2 separate regions of the Mus musculus genome follow, and region 1 is linked to region 2. Evidence: chromatin contacts called from public Hi-C data. All regions are on one chromosome and are shown on one strand. The core of a region is the stretch at or near the end of the contact, and the rest is flanking DNA. Distances in the headings are between cores, read along the strand shown. Region 1 overlaps Ptger3 (prostaglandin E receptor 3 (subtype EP3)). Region 2 holds the start of Ptger3 (prostaglandin E receptor 3 (subtype EP3)).

What was found. Hi-C and Micro-C count contacts between places; a contact is called where the count stands out from the background.
Region 1: a contact with region 2 is called in a Hi-C map of pre-megakaryocyte-erythroid progenitors, with 1.8 times the contacts expected there. The contact joins the enhancer-like site here to the promoter of Ptger3 in region 2. A contact is called at or near these places in 5 of 39 promoter capture datasets (the 3T3-L1 cell line, the HPC-7 cell line, HPC-7-derived erythroid cells and 2 more), 29 of 484 Hi-C or Micro-C datasets (the Ba/F3 cell line, DN3 thymocytes, the G1E-ER4 cell line and 21 more), 7 of 115 datasets of contacts at active chromatin or transcription factors (CD8 T cells, the HPC-7 cell line, bone marrow-derived dendritic cells and 4 more) and 1 of 9 other capture datasets (adipose tissue).

Annotation. Positions count from the first base shown.
Region 1 is chr3:157,613,552-157,618,656 of GRCm38.p6, reverse strand. All of the region lies in intron 2 of Ptger3 (prostaglandin E receptor 3 (subtype EP3)), which reads right to left. Among named protein-coding and RNA genes, the nearest start is that of Ptger3, 49 kb to the right of the region's middle. Within about 2 kb of position 1,551, at least 62 of the 459 cell types and tissues checked have an H3K27ac peak or open chromatin away from gene starts, as enhancers often do. A contact at or near this core is called in DN3 thymocytes, the HPC-5 cell line, the HPC-7 cell line and 10 more, where this site is marked.
Region 2 is chr3:157,565,323-157,569,994 of GRCm38.p6, reverse strand. Ptger3 (prostaglandin E receptor 3 (subtype EP3)) reads right to left here and starts at 3,119. Exons shown (of 4, transcript NM_001359745.2): 1 at 2,150-3,119. The coding sequence starts at 2,977.

The sequences.
Region 1 (5,105 bases), core at 302-2,801, 50 kb before region 2:
ACCGCAAGATTGGAAAAGATGACATTAACTTGATTAAGATTGGACAGTGAGTAAATTAACAGAGCTAACTTTTTGCTTCATGCTCTCAAATACAACATGACATGTGGCAAGGCACGAGTCCTGGAGTCAGGAAGTCTCTCTCCACATGGCCACGTGGTGTGATGTGATGGATTTCTCAGGTCAGCTCCACTGCAGCTATCACTTCGTGCACTATGGGTAATACGGCAATTCTCCTTCCAGACCGGTGTCTCCTCACTCTTTGTAAAGACTTATATTGCTTTCTTTAACCATCACAGCTGCCCTATATGGTAAAATGCAAGTATCTTGCTTTTTCATACAAAACTTTTAAGAGCCCTTACACAGTTTCTTTCAAATACTTACATCTGGACCCCCAAACATATGTTCCCATAGCCCCGAAGCTGCTCTGGCTGAGACACTTACTTCCCTTCCAAACATTGACCCATCAATCAAGTTGGCATCCCACTTGCCTCTTGCCTCTAGGATATTCTTCTCTCCCCAAATGTTGTGCTGGGAAAATGGGAACAATGGCCTTTATTCAGGGAGACAGAGTAATGTCCTTTATGCAAGGAAACCATGAAATAGTCTTTCCTTGCTACTTCAATTTTTTAACCATTGTCCTATTAAAACCTGTTCTCATGAGATGAGACCCATCAATTATTATATAATTTTAAAATTACATAATTATGGGTAACTATTATGAAGACTTTTGGACACTATACCCAATCTGAACTTTGTAGAAGCTGGCCAGCACAGGGGCATCGCCACACATTTTCCCTATGCAAACTCATTTCATTTAGTTTAATTAACTGCAGTTTATTAAAAACAAAAATTTTAAATAAATATAAAAAAAAGTGTTGAAGCCATTTTGAGTAAACTTCTCTGGGTTCCAAGATGCCTGAGGACTGCATTTAGTTTGAAATAGTCAAGATATCATTAAAAATGAGATCAAAATAGATTCTAATATGCATCGATTTTCAACTCAGTAACACTTTGGTTGGACTGTCTTCAGAATTCACTTAGCAACAACAGCAGGATTCGAGTTTGGAGATGTTGAAATTTTATTCCCTTGAGAAAAAAACCAAAAAAAAAAACAAAAAAGTGAAGAACATTTTTTACTGTTCTAGTCAGTCTGACCAGAGGACTGAAGAGCATTGCACTGAAGAGAAAACTGGAGAATAAAAGGCTATCAACCAAGATTTCTCACTGTTAAGCAGCAGAAGGAAAACCAAAAAGCAAGTGAAGAATTATTTCTTTCTAAAAAAGAAAAAAAAATAGTCTACATCCAAAACCACATCTTGCAGAGTAAAACTAGAGCAAGTTTCCTTTAAGCTACAGGTTTTCCCTGAGTCCCTTTGTAAATGAGAGGAAAACCCCTTGCTTTTCAGCTTCTCTGCAAGCCTGCTCCCATGCTAAAAAAAAATTGGAGAAGCAAAGAACAAAGGGTCTGAGAAGCTTTTAGCTTCTGCAAAACCCACAGGCCTGGGCAGGAAGTGTCTGCCACTACTGCCAACCACCTGCCACCTCCAAGAGTGTCTGCCCTCCACTGCATCCTCCTAGCAAGGAAGAGCCTGGCTGTTTGCAGCACTGTGCACATGTACAGAGCAGACATGTGGTCATACCAATTTCTGGTGAGGAGCTTGTTTGCTGGTCTAAACAATCCTATTATAAAAGCCAACTCCTTGTAGCTGCTGAAGATGGGTCTGCCTCTCAAAATGTCTCAGCCTCAGTAGAGCCAGAGTCTTCCTTAGGCAGAGCCTCTGAGGTGCCCTCAGAGGTAACTGGTGGGCTTCAGAAAATGCCAACAGCTGTAATTCTTTGGTCAGGGATTACGTGATATTTAAGCTGAGAACAGGCGTGAAGCCCAGCTTGGCTCACATGCCGTATAATGGACATGGTTGGAGATTTACCTCGAGTGAGCCTCAGAGTCCTCCTCAGCAAATCTTGATAACAAGACCTACCTTGAAGTACAGGCACAGGATCTGTAGGCCCCATGAATGATGGGATCATGAAATGAAGTCTACACTGTTGGTTCCTCTAGTCTCAGGTTTTCTCACATTCACTTAAAGACACCCAAAAATCCTAACTTCTGTTCTTCTGTGTTTTGTTTTGTGACTGAGTCTCACAGTCAATACTGGCTTCATCTTCCAGTCTATCTACCTTAGTCACCCAAGTGCTCGATGACATCCATACATCACCACACCCAGCTGAGGGTTTGGCTCTTGACACTTTCCCCTAATTCGAAGGCCATTTTGAAAGCAAATGTCACCAAAATGATGAATAATTTAAAATTTAAATCATGGAGTCTAGAGAACAGGGAATCCAATAAAGACAGAAGGTGGGATGGATTAAATTGTATTCTATCTACAAAGAGAGAATAAAGGCAGAGAGAGCCAGGGTCAGCATGTGCATTTAGTGATGGTGGATAAAGGCAAGCAACATACACATTAGTTAGAAATGTGTTACTGAAAACATGCCAAGACAGAGGCCAAGAAAGCAGCAGTCTCCTGGCAGTGTGGAGGTGCAGGTTCAAGGCGGTCAGGTCTTGTCATGAGCCTTTGGCATTATTTGACTTTTTAAAACATTTTATTGGCACATTCATTTCACATAGTGAAAGGCTTTATAAATATAATTTCAGGTACATCAAAAACTTTGGCCATATTTATCACACAAGATCCTCCCTTTTCTCTGAGTGATATATATATATATATATATATATATATATATATATATATATATATATACATATATATATATATATATATATTTACTAAAAATTTTTAAGGAAAAATAAAACTGTTTAGAAAAACTACACAGTTGGGTTATAATGGACAGAGACCAAGAAACTTTTATTAACTTTTCAATGTGAAGGTGATGCACAAATGTATTGAGTCCATATTTTACAAATAAGTCGAAAAGAAATGAAGCACCCTAAATTGTGTGCCCCATCTGGATCAGTGACCAGCCTTTAAGAGTGGTTGAGTGTTCCAGTGACAGTGTGGGTGCCTAACACTGAAGTGGAAGCTGTCTGAACAGCTCAAGATGGGAACAGCCAAGTTAGCTTACTGGTGGTGCTCTGCTAGTGAACAAGGTTGGTACAATAATAGCAGCCACAAGAATAGTGTTCTCAATAGTGTGAGACTTTAGGAGTTTGCTTGCCCTAGTAATTTCAGGCTGGCTGGAAATCTGAGTTCAGAAAAATCTGTTGACTTATCAAGAACAAATAACCAGTAAATAACCAGTCTAACTGCTGCACTTGATATTCTAAGTCCTTGTCCATCCTGGGTGACTCCCTCTTTTACTTCTCACGAGAACTTAGAAAGCATTTTTGTGAAATAACTTTGCTGAAAGAATAGTTAAGAATAGTTTAAGCTAGACAGTGGTGGCACATGCCTTTAATCCCAGCACTTGGGAGGCAGAAGCAGGTGGATCTCTGAGTTTGAGGCCAGCCTGGTCTACAGAGTGAGTTCCAGGACCTCCAGGGCTACACAGAGAAACCTTGTCTCGAAAAAAAAATTATATTGGGCATATCAGATGGCAGAGGGAAATCTGTTGATGAGCAATGTACAACACTTAAATTATGAATGTACAGCACTTAAATTAGTAATCACTCTTGGCCATATATTAACACTTCAACAATTATTTTCAGCAAGAATTACTTTTGTTTCCATAGTTCTGAAAATGACGATGTTAGGGAAAAGTTTTCAATCGCCAATAAATAGCAAAACTAGGTAACCATAGGCAATTACTTTTCTCCAAAAATGATGTTTGGTGAATCTTCTCCAAACCACTGACCCTTAAGAATCCCTGTGTGATGTAAAAAAATACTCCTGAAGTCATTCAAGAATGTAGCCCACTTCCATATTAGAGAACAATTTCTAATTTATGGATTTTTGAAGGTTCTAAGATTTCATTTCCATCTTCACTTATGAGGCAATAGAAATGCAGAGATCAATTTCACAAAGCACTCCATACTTTTCCCCAGAGAAATTCAGGTCATAAACTATGTTGCAGCTTCTTCTGAAGGCAACAGTATACAGTGTAAGGGCGGGCTCCTTGCACCTATGCAAAGATTGGGTCAGCCAGGACATCACTGCCACTGGCATTTTTTTTTCTTTTTAATCTTTGTTTCTCCCCCCCCCTTTTTTTAAAGACAGGGTTTCTCTGTGTAACCCTGGCTGTCCTAGAACTCGCTCTGTAGACCAGGCTGGCCTCACAGAGATCTGCTTGCCTCTGCTTCCTGAATGCTGGGATTAAAGGTGTGAACCACCACACCTGGCTGCCATCTGCATTTTAAATAGTAATACACAGACTTAGTTTGTGCAGAACTATAAACACATTCTAATCATTAGCTTGTTTTTATGTAGACTATACTCAGAATTAGGGCTGTGCTTCTTAGAAATTCTGAATATCATTTTAAGTCTCTCTTGGTGGGTCAGCACAAAGTGAAGCAAAGGAATTCTCTTTGTGTGAAGACAAATGAGTCATAGGATAATTTTTGTTTTAAAAACTTGTTTCAGATGGACCAAGTGTGGTGGTGCACATCTTTAATCTAGGCACTGAGAGGCAGAGGCAGGAGGATCTCAGTTCAAGGCCAGCCTGGTCTACAAAGCTAGTTCTGGGACAGCCAGGGCCACATAGAGAAACTGTCTTGAAAACTAAAACCAACCAACCGACCAAACATCTAAATAAAAAGTAGAAAAAAGAAAAAGAAAGCTTGTTTCAGGGATTACATATTTAGTACAATGCTTGCCTAGCAAGCACAACATTCTGAATTTGGTTCCTGTTCTGTTTATAGTGAGAAATGACCATTCCTTCTCCTTAGGTTGGGTCACACTCTGTCTTGTTGTCATGCAATGGCAGTTTCTAAAGTGACAGTGGTGGGGTGAAGTCACCTTACTCTGTCACATACCTTATCTGTTCCCATAGGTCTGAAGGGAGATGTTACAGAGTGTGACTCTTTACTGGGAAGTAAACATATAGACTTAGTTACAGCTTCAGCTTTCACCTTTTTTTTTTTTTTTTTTTTTTTTTTTTTTTTTTTTTTTTTTTTTTACAAAACAGGAAGACTTACTCAATCCCTGACA
Region 2 (4,672 bases), core at 1,870-4,369:
AATGTGCCTATTCCCAAACTGTGAAGAAGGCTCTGTTGGTAAAGCACTTGTCACACTATGAGGACCGGAGTTTGGATCACTTGCTCCTAGATAAAGTGTTGTGTAAGTGCAGTGGCCTCAGTAACTCTGTAATCAGAAGGAATGGGAAGCAGAGGAGATTCCTGCAGCAAGCCAGCCAGCTTAACCAACACAGTAAGAGAGCTCTGGGTTTCTTGTTTGTTTGTTTGTTTTGTTTGTTTGTTTTTTGAGACAGGGTTTCTCTGTGTATCCCAGGCTGGCCTGGAACTCACTTTGTAGACCAGGCTGGCCTTGAACTCAGAAATCCGCCTGCCTCTGTCTCTCGAGTGCTGGGATTAAAGGCATGCGCCACCACGCCCTGCTCAAGCTCTGGGTTTCAATGAGAGAACTTGCCTCATACATAAGGTGAAACATGATCAAAGAAGACACTTAACCCCAGCCTCTAGGCCCCACATGCGGAGGTCATCAACAGCACATGTGCACACCTCCACGTGTGCGTTCTCTTTCTCGATCACATATACACACATGCAGAAATAAACAAAAATGCCAATTTTGAAACAAAATTTCTCTTCTGATACAACCTCATGTTGAATTCATTTTAACTGTTTTATTGAGAAATTATTGTATAAAGTGTTAGCTAAAATGCAACCAGTTGGGATCATCCAAACGTGCAGTCACCCCATTCTTGTGTTTTACAGGCATCTCTCTATGCTCTGGATCCTAGGGCAGGACTCCTGACAGTTGTGCTATGTTGGGACACTGTTTGCCTCTAAAGCCATGCTGGTTCAGTGAAGTGTTTACTCTGGGAGCTTCATTTCCCTCTGCTTGGCCACCTACACCCCATTCCTCAACCACAGCAGTAAATGTCTAAAATTGGTGCTGGTTCTGATAAACATGGTGATGACATCAGCCTGTGCTCCAGCTCCTGGAGAACAGTGACTACTCAGTCACTTGTGAGCAGTTAGGTCCCAGCAGCACTGTCCTGTCTGTACAACTCCAGGCCAGTTACCGCAGGGATCTCTAAGGCTTGTCATACATACTCAGGGAGGGTGGGTAAAGAAAAGAACCATATAACCATTTGAAAGGAGATTAACCTTATGTGGCACATCAACATGTCGCTGACCTCACTGAACTGTATATGTAAATGGGAGAGAGAGATGTAAGACAGACAGAGAGAGAGAGAGGGAGAGAGAGAGAGAGAGAGAGAGAGAGAGAGAGAGAGAATCGAGTCTGCTATGTAATGGTCAATAACTGTACCACACCATGGGGATGCTCCTCTGCACATTAAGCCAGGCTGTGTGAGCCCAAAGTAAGCATCCATTCTTTGCCAATTAGCAAACCACACTTATCCACAGAAGTTTCTAGCTACAAGTGCCACAGGAAAAAAAAAAAAACCCTCAAAAACACCATGTGAGAGTTGGGGATAGGGAGCATGCGGAAGCATGGCTTCCTCTGGGTAGTTCTGTGATGGATACGATGCCAAGGACCGAGAAACCCTTACCTCCTGTCTCTGGAATTGCGGAGATCTGCGATTCACTCCTCTATAAGGATGGGGGGGGGGGGCACAAGTGTGTGTGTGTTGGGGGGGGTAGTGCGTGTGTGTGTGTGTGTGCTACTGGAGAGTCCTCCACTTTGGTGTACACAGTACCCGGCTTCTTAGGGGGCTGCGGCATCTGTGCCTTCCTGACCCTCCCTGCAGACAGTAGCTACCTGAGAACCTTTAGTGCTGGCAACAGAAAGACAGTTTGCCAAGAAGGTTAGTTGCTGTGCGGCTGAAGCCATAGGACCTGCCTGGCTCCCAGGTGCCCAAACATCGCAGCGGGATTAGCAGGTTGAGCTAGAGTTGTCATCATACCTCCTCTTATAACGCAAGGGGCAAACATCAGTCTGCACTGGCTTGAGCAGCGTCTACCCACCTCTGTGCCTAGGCTGTTTGCATCTTCACAAGCGCCTGGCAAGTCTGGACCGACTTGACTAGCTCTTGTAAGCTCCGCAAGCGGCTTAGGCTCTTGGCTGGAGGCTGCAACCCGGGGCCGCATGAGCGGCAGGAATTCTGGGTGCTAGTCACTTTCAGAAAGTTTCCCTACATTTACGGCTCCCTACAAACGCCCCCACTCTACCAACTACTTACCAATAGCGGCGACCAACAGACGGACAGCACACACATGATCCCCATGAGCTGGATGGCCGTCTCCGTGGTGATTCTGCCCCACTGGGCGCTGGACTGCGAGACGGCGGCTTTGGCCCGACAGCGGGACACCAGGGCTTTGATGGTCGCCAGGTTGCAGGCAAAGGTCACCACCAGAGCCAGCAAGCCCAAGCAGGCGAAGGCGGAGGCAAAGGCCACGCTGCCCGGCTCGCGCGCAGGGTCTGTCTCGTTGCCCGCCGGCCCGGTGCTGATGAAGCACCACGTGCCCGGCCACTGCACGCTGTAGCGGCCCACGCCCAGCACCGGCAGCAGCGCGAAGGCGAGCACAGACAGCCACACGCCCAGCAGTACCGCGCGCGTGGCGCGAGTCTTCATGTGGCTGGCATACCAGTGCGGCGCACGGATGGCCAGGGCGCGCTCCACGGCCATGGCGCTGGCCACCAGGAGCGAGGATAGCCCGAACACTGTCATGGTTAGCCCGAAGAAGGTGCACAGACGCCCCGATGGGTCGAGCTGCTCCCAGCGTCGCTGTGACAGGTACACGAGGATGACCACCGGGCTGGTCAGGAGCTGCCCCACTAAGTCGGTGAGCGCCAGCCAGCCAATGCACAGCAGGAAAGACTTCTTGCGCTTGCTCTCGCGGCGCCGGTAGCTGCGCGACACGAGCAGCATGGCCAGCGCGTTGCCCACGAAGCCAGTGACCATCATGGTGATGGGAAAGGCCACGGACACGGAGCCGCAGTCGTCGGTAGTACTTGACAGGTTGCTGTGCGCTTCAGCAGAGTGCTCCGGCGCCCACATGCTAGCCATAGTGGCGGGGCCACGGTAGGGCGCACGGGGCCGGAGCCTCCCGGCTCAGCTGCGGGATAGCAGCAGAGTGCACTGGGGGACAGCCGGAGCCCAGGCTCTGCTCTCCATCGCCCGCCGCCTCCCGCGCTAGGCTGCGGGGACTGGACAGGCGCCGCCCGACGCCGCGCGAGGCTCCTCCCGCGCCTTGGAGCTCGAGGGGCGGTGCTGCGAGTAGGCAGGCGAAGGGCGGTGTGGGCTGGGATCACCTGGCGCCGCGCCCCCTAGGTCTGCCTCTCCAGCTCTGGGACTCTGTAAAGTGCTCATCAGCCTTTGGGTTACGTGACACTGGAGAAAAGACGAAATCTGACATGTTAGTAGCTGCGTGAATCGCAATGCTGATTTCTCCTCATGTTTGACTGTCATTGAATTTGTTTTATTTAATATATATATATAAATATATATATGTATATGTATCAATATCATATGTATATACATATGATACTCACATCTGGGAAAGAATAGGGATGAGTTTGTGTTTTAAGTCTTCCTGAAACTATTGCCTTATTTTACTTTGGACTAATTCCAAACTCATATTGGTAAAATACTTTTCTAGGATAATGTCAGTTTAAAAATCCAAAACCAAGTAAGCACACAGGTGAAAGTACATAGCAAATTCACATTTTCACTGAGTGACATTTCAGTATAATGATACATTTAAATTTTAAGAGTATTCTGGAATTCATACATCAAAGAAAATATGCCACCCTTTAGTTAGATCAAAAATTTTATATTTATTAATAACTAACTTGTTTACATTATCATCCCCCTATTTCCCACCCCGCTGTGTGTGTGTGTGTGTGTGTGTGAGAGAGAGAGAGAGAGAGAGAGAGAGAGAGAGAGAGAGAGAGAGAGAGAGAGAGAGAGAGAGAGTCCTTTCGTATTTACATTGAGGTCAGACTTCAACATGGAGTGTCTTCCACTGTGACTCCCGGCCTGGTATGGCCTCACACACCCAAGCCCAACAGCCAGGCTACTTTTACTCAGGTGTTGGGAATCCCAATTCAGGTCTTCCTTTGAGTGGTTAGCATTCTATTCATTAGGTCACTTCCCCCTGCCTAATGCTTACTGAGAAGGTCGACCATAAGAACATGTATTGGCAAAGATAGTTAATCAATCTCTCTCTCTCTCTCCCTCTCTCTCTCTCTCCCTCTCTCTCTCTCTTATTGGATATTTTCATTTACATTTCATGTTATCCCCTTTCCCGCCCCTCCCTGTAACACCCTATCACATCTCTCCCCCTGCTTCTAAGAGGGTGTTCCTCCACCCACCCACCCACTCCCACCTCCCCACCTTTGATTCCCCTACACTGGGGCATCTATCCAACCTTCATAGGACCAAGGACCTCTCCTTCCACTTGATACCATGACAAGACCATCCTCTGCTACATATGCAGCTGGAGCCATGTGTATTCCTTTGTTGACAGCTCTTAACAAAGTTTCAGAAACCCTTCTCTTCTTGAAGCATTTTTTTTTTCCCAGCCAGAGTTACCTACATTTTAGCTGTTCACCCTGCAAATAAGTAACTTTTAGATTCTCCTGGTTGTTTTCCTGTTGGTTCTTTTGCTAGCTGCCAAGAGTTGACTTAGTTCATTTGAAACGACACTCCCCTCTAGTGGCTAAACTGCTAACATGCACTATCTTGTATTAAAGAGAATTT